Linked DNA regions of Drosophila melanogaster: region 1 is linked to region 2. The links are chromatin contacts, called in public Hi-C maps. All regions are on one chromosome and are shown on one strand. The core of a region is the stretch at or near the end of the contact, and the rest is flanking DNA. Distances in the headings are between cores, read along the strand shown.

Region 1 (4,621 bases), core at 431-2,930, 190 kb before region 2:
GTGTCTACTCGTTCCGTCACCTCTCTTTGGAAATCGATAAGCTCTTTTTCAAATGAAGTTATTCCAGAGCTTATCAGGGCGTTCCTTTTCTGCAGCATCTCCATTCGCTTCATGTTCTCGGATATCAGGTGAAGGCTCTCGCAGGCCAACAGGGCACTTTCCCAGGGCGTGCTGTAGGGCTGCTGTCCGGACATCAGAGCCTCGAACTCCTCGCTGCTGACGCCCAGACTCTCGCCATTCAGATTCTCTATGAAGGCGATGGCGGAGCACAGATTGGTAAAGTAGTAGCCACTCTCGCCGCTCATCAGCCGCGAAGCGTTTGTGAAGCGCGTAACGAAGTTGATGTTGCTGTGCAGTCGCACTGGATTTGCCTTAAGCACGACGAATATTAGGGCGGGTAGGAAGTCATCCGCACTGGCGGGTCCTCCAGTTGCCCGCTTCAGAAGCTCAAAGATGTGCCTACAGCAGCGCCAAGTGCACTGCAGCTTCTCCTGCGGCGAATAGTACGAATCTATGCCCACCAGCTCGGATATAGCATTGTAAACCAGATCCCTGGCCTCCGAGTTGACCTCGTCGATGCTGCAGTCCAGATGCTTGGCCGTAATCCAGCTCAGCTGGCGTATCCGCTTCTGCACCTTCACGTCACTGTCCTCATCGGTAGTGAAATAGGGACTGAAGAGAAATCTGCAAAAAAAAAAAAAGAGTTTCCCAGATAAAAATATGTACTCCTCTGATATCAACGTTCCGCTTGACTCACTTGTGGTTCTGCGTCATCACCACTTTCTCAAAGAAGTCAATGGCACTATCGCGATCCTCGTTGGTGGCTATCTCGAAGCTGGGATCGTTGTGCACAATGTCTGAGACTTTGGTGTAGGCGTTTTGAACCAAATCTGATAGTTCGTTGATGTTTTTGCCGCCATTTCCGTTCATATACTTGCGGATGTCGCTGTCCAAACGCTGGATTTCAAGCTTGAGTTTCCGCTTGCCATCGTCGGGAATGCGAAGTTGCCGCAATTGCAGTAGGAACTGGCCCTCCGTGGGATCCGGCACATGACCACGCTGTTGGGTAACTAAGGAATATCCAAGTATAAGCATTTAAAGGCAGTGTGGCTATGCAATATTACTTTTTTGGGCTCCCGCCTGCAGAGTTTTTTGCAGCACAGCGGTAAACTTTTTCTTTTGCAGGGTTCCCAAGTTGTCCTGCTCCTTGTCCGACGGCTTCCTGACCTGCTGCTCCACTTTTCCCTGGAGGTGCGCATGCTGTGGCGATCGGCGATCCAAGGTGGCGACCGAGGAAGAGGATCCAGGACCCGTCTCGCCACCCGTCTCTGTAAAGAACCACTTCATGACTCAACGCTCATCGGCTTTGGAGTTATATGCAAGCATTGTCTGGGGACCTACGCTTCAACTTACGCTTCAACTTCCGCTGCTTATCATTAAACTTTTCTCGGAAGCACATCGAGCACAATCCTTCGTTTTGGGGGGTTCCGTAAAACCCGCATCCTGAACGGCACTTGAGGTCCTGCTGGCCCAGCCGCAAAGACGGAGGTCGCGCCGCCGTTGACATCTCGGAGGTGTGGCTATAAAAATACAGCTCCCTTATCTGTGGGAGTCCCTTTGTTGCTTATTGTTTTCGTGACTGAATTGTGGAGATAAATAATTCTACTGCTGCCAGCGTTGCCAGATGGTCTTTTATCCAGTGGTGGGACATCGCTCAGAAAGTTAGAGATGAGCTGGTTCGCCGGCTTTAAGTAGCCGCCCATCGAATGGAACTAGTTCGCTTCGTACAAGGGGGATTTCCCTCTTTTGAATATAATTTTGATAAAAAAGAACGTAGTTCGCATATGACCTGTAAACCCACATACAATTAAAACACTATTCAGTTATGTTCCACTAAAATTGGATTTTAGCATATTTTATTCGTAAAGAAAATATTTAAACTGCAACTTAGGGAAATTTGCACAATTAGATCGAATACATGTAGTAAAATCGTGGTGTCCTAGGGAACATTTCAACACACATTCAATTCTTAGATGCACACAAACATTTTTAAAACCAGTTACACACGTATATCGACATAGCAAGTTGATAAAGTAGTAACATTTAGGACGGTTATACACGTAAAAAGAATGCATTTCTGGAAGGGTCGCTAATGGTAGTAGTTCACAACAGCAATTGGAAAAAGCTCAGAAAACACAGAGTTATGGCTTAGACTAGACTATAAATTTGCAAAGTTTTTTGTCCTAACTGCTCTACGCTACGTTACCGATCTTGTTCCCCAATGAAAAGTTTAAATCTGCAAACAAACCTTTGCATCGTCCAGCTCTCCTCGTAATTGACGATCCAATAATGCACTCAACTACTAACAACTCGACTAGTTCAACACTACCTCTACTTTATCTCTAGTTCTTCTAAATTTGTTCTCTCGTCTAGCAGTAAAAAGATTTGGAAAAAACCATTTTGTCTCTGTTTGTGTTTTGATTAGTCTTAAAAATTGCTAATACTATTTCGCTACTGTCATCAAAATGCAACCTTGCCTTGCCGTGCTCAACTACTATCGATAGTTTACGTATACTTAACATGATCGTTCTTGTTTTCGTTCACTTCCCATTTGCAATTCAACCGTTTCGAAAAAGTCTCGTGTATAGTTTTGAACTGGAATTTAACACTACTTATGATGTCTTTGGCTTTTGTTTTTGCTTTGTATGCGTTCAACTCTTACAGCTAACAATGTAATTATCTTTAACGCGTGTGTTTCAACATTATGCTGACTTTGGTTTTGGTTATAGGTTTTTGATTAAACATTCTTTGGTTTTTGATTTGTTCGTATCTGAGTGTATTCAATTCGCTACAAAAGAGTTGCATTTGTAAAAAATTCAAGTCTAACGATTTGCTTCAATAAATTCCTTGTTCCAATCGCTGATCAATTGGAATTATTTGGCTGATCTGATGACTGTGGTTCTTATTTTGTCTTCGAATTATGTATGAGTACCCTGTGTATTCAAAAGTTCGGCGTATAAAACAGAAAGTACAGCAAGTTAGAAATTGTAAGTTTCAAAAAGAATATGTCTTAACTTTCCATATATACAGTTATACAAACAAAACTCTTGACAAAACGAAGAAACAAAATGAAACATATGACTTTTAAACTATACAAACATGCTGTAATTAAATACTTATAAGAAAATAATCTTTTTTTTTTTTAATTTTATCAAATTGGTAGTTGAATCTTCCGACTGTGTTTAGTACTTGATTAATTCGCTAGGACTCTTCTAAAGACATTTCAGACATTTCTTCAGTGCCCTGGTTAACTGAAGTACTTCAGTCCTGCGATCAGCATAAACTTCTCAATAAACAACTCCGAGTCCAGGACAGCAATGTGCGCCGCTCGACCGATCAAAGTGTTGGCCGTGTGGGGCAGGGCATGGTGGACATCGAATCGGGCCAAAGTCAGTTCGGGCCTGGCCAAAATCGGAGCTATTATGTTGTGCACCATTTCCCTGAAAAGGAATCTTTATAGTCACGATTTTAACAAGGAGCCATTCCAATCGAACCTGTAAATGGTACCCAACGAGGAGCTATCCCTCATGGCAGCCTTGCAAAGCTCCAAGCGTGCCGAGTGCGCCGGAACATAGCGATCCTGGCTAGAACCACAGAGCAGGATGTTCTTGAAATGGTGCAGGGTGCTCCTCTGGCTCAGCCGGTACAGGAAACTGTTCCGCATATCGGTGGTATCTCGCATGCAGAGCTGCAGCAGTGATCCGGACTTCTTCCACTTCTGCATAAACCACATTCCTGCGAAAGGAGGCCCAACCCTGGGTTAATCACCACGCTTAAATGTATAAGAATGGGTATAGACTCACCCATGTTCACCAGCCCACTCGTATTATAGAGTGTTCCCAGGTGGGGTCCGGAGAGCGAGAGGAAGGTGTGCAGTCGCGGGAGCAAAGGCCTCATTTGTGGCCTAGCCAGAGCACTCCGCACAATTATCGTTCCCAGCGAATGGGCGACGAAGGAAATGCGAGCGGGATTAAGGGCGCAGCTATCGATATGGTAGAGTATCTCGGTAACCAGCCTAAATGATTTAAACAATGACATCAAATTTATATTGACTTCGAAGTGTATTTTGCTTACCGATCAGTCATGGTGTCAAAGTCCGAAAAGGTGTCTCCCTGGTTTCTCTCCGACATGAGGAACTCCAGATTGACACCGGGCAACCCCAGCTCCAGATAGGTGCGCACCAGTCGCAGATCCGCTGAGTTGCCATCCAGCCCGTGGACGCAGATGACCAGATGCATGCCGTTAGGCGAGAATGCGCGGTACTCGTCGCTGATGTAGAAGTATGGCAGTTCGGAGGCCAGCTGCACGTAGTCGGAATATATGCTGCCCTGGTACTTGATCTGCTTGCGGAACTCCTCGCGGTACTTCTCGAACTCCAGCAGGGAGATGCTGGGAGGAGCCTCCTGCACGGCGGAGGCCAATTGGCCCTTGCGCTTGTGCTTGGAGTTGGTATTGGAACCGTGGCCCTGCTTGTTCGTCCTCACCTGGCCATTGGAGTTCTCCTTGATCTCGTCCTGTTCGTGATCCAGACCATTCTCCAGAACATTACCATTAGCATTTA
Region 2 (4,648 bases), core at 1,127-3,626:
GCTATAAACACAGTGTTATCTAATTGCATATGGTTTTTAGGGGGAAAATAAGCAGAACTATCTGCAAAGGGTCCTAAGTGGTGCAAGCATTACCACATATAGTATATATAATATATATAGTATAATAGAAAAACAATCAGTTTTATTATTAATTTATCCAATACATAAAAACCATATTCAGTTACCTGAATTCATTCAAAATACTCAAAAGCCTAAAAAGCCCGAATAACTTATGAATTAATAGCACACACACTCATTAAATAGTAGAGATACAAAGTCCAAAACTATTTCAAGGGCTGGCCATTAGAGTAGGCAAAAGTATCACTTAGCGTCATTAAATCACCGGATACGAGTGAATGAAGGCATTAAAAGACTCATTCAGAGATGCCAGATGAATACTGAATATAATCCGATCGATGGATACCTGCCGATCGCGTATTTGTGCCCCTTTATCGCGATTCGCGATTCGATTCATGGCCGATGTTTATTATAATGTAACCAAAATGAAAAGCAGCCGCCATTTGCCAGTCACGAAAAAATTATGCATAATTTATGACTGGCTGTAGTGGACCCCTCTCGCCACCTCTCGCTCACTCACCTTGATATGTAGCTTCGTCCCGCTCGCACTTGCAAGAATTTATTATTTTTGCTAGATTTGTGTTTTTTTTTTATTTTATGTTTCGCATATTATAAATGCGCAAGGCAATAACAAAAATAATCATAAACACATACACGGAATCACCCACACAGAGGCAAAAAACCGAGGCTGACCAGTCTGAAACGATAGTGCCCCGCCCTCCGCCCCTTCGGCCACTCGGCACCCCCCCAAATGCCCATCACCACTACTCATGAAGAGAGCGAGAAAAACTAGTGGAAAACTGCAGGTGCAGCTGAAAGAAAGAGAAACGTCTCTTAGGCGAAAAGCGCCAGCCAACTCTCTCGCGAAAGAGAGAGAGCCAATTCGCCGCACATCTTGATTTCGCCTAAGCATTTGTTTACAATGCACGACTGGCAGCGACGTCGACTGCGAAGAGAGTTTTTCGTGATGGTTTTTCGAAGGGGGGGCTGTGTGGGGTACACCTCGAACGGAACTAATTAATGAAGCATCTTTCAGCCGAGTTTTGTTTCTCAGTCGGATGAGGTGGAATGCGTGAGGGAGAAAGAGTAATGGCTTGGGAAGAATAGAAAGAGAGAGGAATGTGCTTCGAAAGACCTAATGATCACTAATCTGCACTTCTCGCAAAATGCTCATACTACAAATGTTACAAGCAATTCATACATATGAATATCGATTTCCAATATTCTAAAAATAATTAAAATATTTTATTTAATAATTTTCAATTTTTTCAATTTTTTCACTTAAATTTAAGCTTTTAAAAGAACCCTAATAAGATATATAATATCCATCACCTAAATAATCGGCAAACTCAGCACTATTTTCGCCGCATTCCCAATTCCTGAAGACCACCTAGATGTGTTCCTCTATTTTGTGCCAGGGGTACTGGTCGATGGGGCTCGTCCACACCCTCTCCTGCCAAGCACCTCCGAAAAATATTAGGCCTAAGCTCGAATCCGCACTCGCACTCGCACTCACAATCGCAATCGCAATCGCAATCGCCGTCGCTCTCCGCTGCATTTTCGGGGCAACTTCCGTTTCCTCACGCACGCACACTTGCCACTTGCCACTTGCAGCGACGCATCCTTTTTACGCAACGGTAGTTGTGCGGCGGCAAAGCGCCAAAATTTTGGGGGTTGCAACGGCGAGAGGCCGAGAACGAGGACGAGGACGAGTTCGAGTGCGTCGAGCAGGCCGACGAAGGACGAAGGACGAAGGACGAGCGAAGCCGATTCCGATGTTGAGCTCGAGGAGAGCCAAAACGCAGCGCAGGAGCAAAGGAATGCGGTGCCGTTAGCCGGCGTTTTTTGGCGCCTACAGCTCGCCGTTTTCAGCCATTTTCAACGGGCTCGCCGCTGCTTCGGTCGTTGTCTCTGCCGTCGGTTCTCAGCCAAGCGGCGCTGCCTACGTCGCATTTTCCTTTCGCAGCGCCGGCAGAGCAGTTCGCGAACTATTCGCAACTTCGTCGCGAACTCAGTCGCAGCCTGAGAGCAACAACTACAAAGCAGTAGCAGTAGCAGTTGCTGCTGATGTTGCTGTTGCTGCCGCTTCTGCTGTTGCCGTTGCCGTTGCTGCAACATCAACGTTGCCCCTCAGCTTTCCACAGGCACAGGCACAGGCACTGCCACAGCCACAGCCACAGCCGCACATCCACATCCACATCCACGTCGTCGTGGGCCATCGTCGTCGTCGTGTGTTAAGTTTGTTTTGAGTTTTTCCGTATCAAAATGTGCAAAACGATTTCAGTCTAATTCAGACGCTCGTGCTGAGAAGACTTTTGGCCCTGTTTGTTGGCCAATACAGCCATAGAACACTGAAACCGAAACAGAAACAGAAACGGAACTGAAAGCACACACTGAATAACACTGGACACGACGACGAGAACCGAATCGAACTGAAAGAACGAGGCGGCGGGCTAATTGCCAAATGGCCACGTAGTGCGCGTAACGTAACGAATACGTTAAACACCCATACACACACGCCCAGACACACACACACACACACACACACACAGAGAGACAGAGGCACGCACACAGATACGCACATGTACATGCCCACTCTCAGTTGAGCGTCGTAATTGTCGCGGATTCTTTTGAATGCTTATTCCTTAAACGCTATGTGAAGAGCGAATCGCGTAACGAATAACGATCGCGTAACGTTTACGATCGCCGGTGATCCAACGATCAACGATCAACGATCAGCTGCAGACAAAATGGCGTCGGCGCAGGCGGAGACGAATGTCGGCTTGGCGTCCGAACAGGGACCAGTGGCTCAGAGGCAGCGCAAAGGGACGGGATCGGGCGCCGATTCGCCCAAGAGTAACAGAAGCTCGCCCACTCAGCAGGAGGAGAAGCGTATCAAAAGCGAGGATCGCACTTCACCAACTGGCGGGGCCAAGGACGAGGACAAGGAGAGTCAAGGTCATGCTGTAGCCGGAGGGGGAGGATCTTCGCCCGTCAGTTCGCCACAGGGCAGGAGTTCTTCGGTAGCCTCGCCCAGTTCCAGCTCCCAGCAATTCTGCCTGCGCTGGAACAACTATCAGACGAACCTGACCACCATCTTTGACCAGCTGCTCCAGAACGAGTGCTTCGTGGACGTGACCTTGGCATGCGATGGTCGGTCCATGAAGGCCCACAAGATGGTCCTGTCCGCCTGCTCGCCCTACTTCCAAACACTTCTGGCCGAAACGCCCTGCCAGCATCCCATTGTGATCATGCGGGACGTAAATTGGTCGGATCTCAAGGCCATTGTGGAGTTCATGTATCGCGGCGAGATCAACGTGAGCCAGGACCAGATAGGTCCTCTGCTCAGGATAGCTGAGATGTTGAAAGTGCGTGGTCTGGCGGATGTGACCCATATGGAGGCGGCCACGGCAGCAGCGGCTGCCGCTTCGTCGGAGAGAATGCCCTCCTCGCCCAAGGAGAGCACTTCAACTTCCAGAACTGAACACGACAGGGAACGGGAGGCCGAGGAGCTGCTGGCCTTCATGCAGCCCGAGAAGAAGCTACGCACTTCGGACTGGGATCCCGCTGAGCTGAGGCTCTCCCCACTGGAGCGGCAGCAGGGCAGGAATGTAAGAAAGCGCCGGTGGCCATCGGCGGACACAATATTCAATCCACCCGCACCACCCAGTCCACTGAGCAGCCTGATTGCGGCCGAAAGGATGGAGCTGGAGCAAAAGGAAAGAGAGAGACAGAGGGACTGTTCGCTGATGACACCCCCACCCAAACCACCAATGAGCAGTGGCTCCACAGTGGGAGCCACGAGGCGCCTGGAGACCGCCATCCACGCCCTGGACATGCCATCGCCGGCTGCCACGCCAGGACCTCTGTCCCGATCGTCGAGACCTCACTCGCAGAGCCCCCAGCAGCAGCAGGCACAGCAGCAGGGTCAGCTTCCTTTGCCCCTGCCCCTGCATCCGCACCATCACGCATCACCCGCCCCACATCCCTCCCAGACCGCCGGATCAGCCCACCACCCGGCATCGCCTGCTGGAGATTCCCGTTTTCCCCTCGGCCCAGCAGCCGCCATGGCCGCTGCCAGGGAACTGAGTGGCCTGGGACCAGGTCCGTCCGCCGAGCCACGCCTTCCGCCTCCACCGCCGCACCACCATGGCGGTGGTGGAGTGGGCGGCGGGGGAGTTGGAGGAGGAGGTGCAGGCGGAGTGGGTTCAGGCGGGGGATCCTCGCTCGCCGATGACTTGGAGATCAAGCCAGGGATCGCCGAGATGATCCGAGAGGAAGAAAGGGTGAGTGAATCTAAGCAACTTAAATTTCACGTTTATCTTTGTATTTCATCTTCCTTAAAGATAACTTTCGTACTTTTGTTTTCAATTATTCATATGTTGTGAATCGTTTTCTAAGTTAGTACATATGCCAGTTAAGAGAAGACTCTTCAATTCTGCAATTCCAATTCTACAAAAAGAGAGGCAGAGAGAGAGAGAGAGAGAAGCGCGCGGTGGAGCTCTCTTCTGCTGCTGCAGCGCTGTCACTGCGCTGTCGCAGCGCTGCTTCCGTCTATATCTCTCTCCCA

What was found. A called contact is a pair of places that touch in the nucleus more often than the background predicts.
Region 1: a contact with region 2 is called in a Hi-C map of the Kc167 cell line, with 2.7 times the contacts expected there. A contact is called at or near these places in 6 of 107 Hi-C or Micro-C datasets (the Kc167 cell line and the S2 cell line) and 2 of 7 datasets of targeted methods (both in the Kc167 cell line).

Annotation. Positions count from the first base shown.
Region 1 is chr3L:1,292,972-1,297,592 of dm6, reverse strand. Rabex-5 (Rabaptin-5-associated exchange factor for Rab5) reads right to left here and starts at 1,680. Exons shown (of 4, transcript NM_138249.3): 1 at 1,414-1,680; 2 at 1,125-1,328; 3 at 758-1,070; 4 at 1-684. The coding sequence starts at 1,567. It overlaps CG32333, which reads right to left. Exons shown (of 10, transcript NM_001274317.1): 7 at 4,135-4,621; 8 at 3,864-4,075; 9 at 3,555-3,795; 10 at 1,894-3,500. The coding sequence ends at 3,308.
Region 2 is chr3L:1,098,817-1,103,464 of dm6, reverse strand. bab1 (bric a brac 1) reads left to right here and starts at 2,376. Exons shown (of 4, transcript NM_167852.2): 1 at 2,376-4,364. The coding sequence starts at 2,829.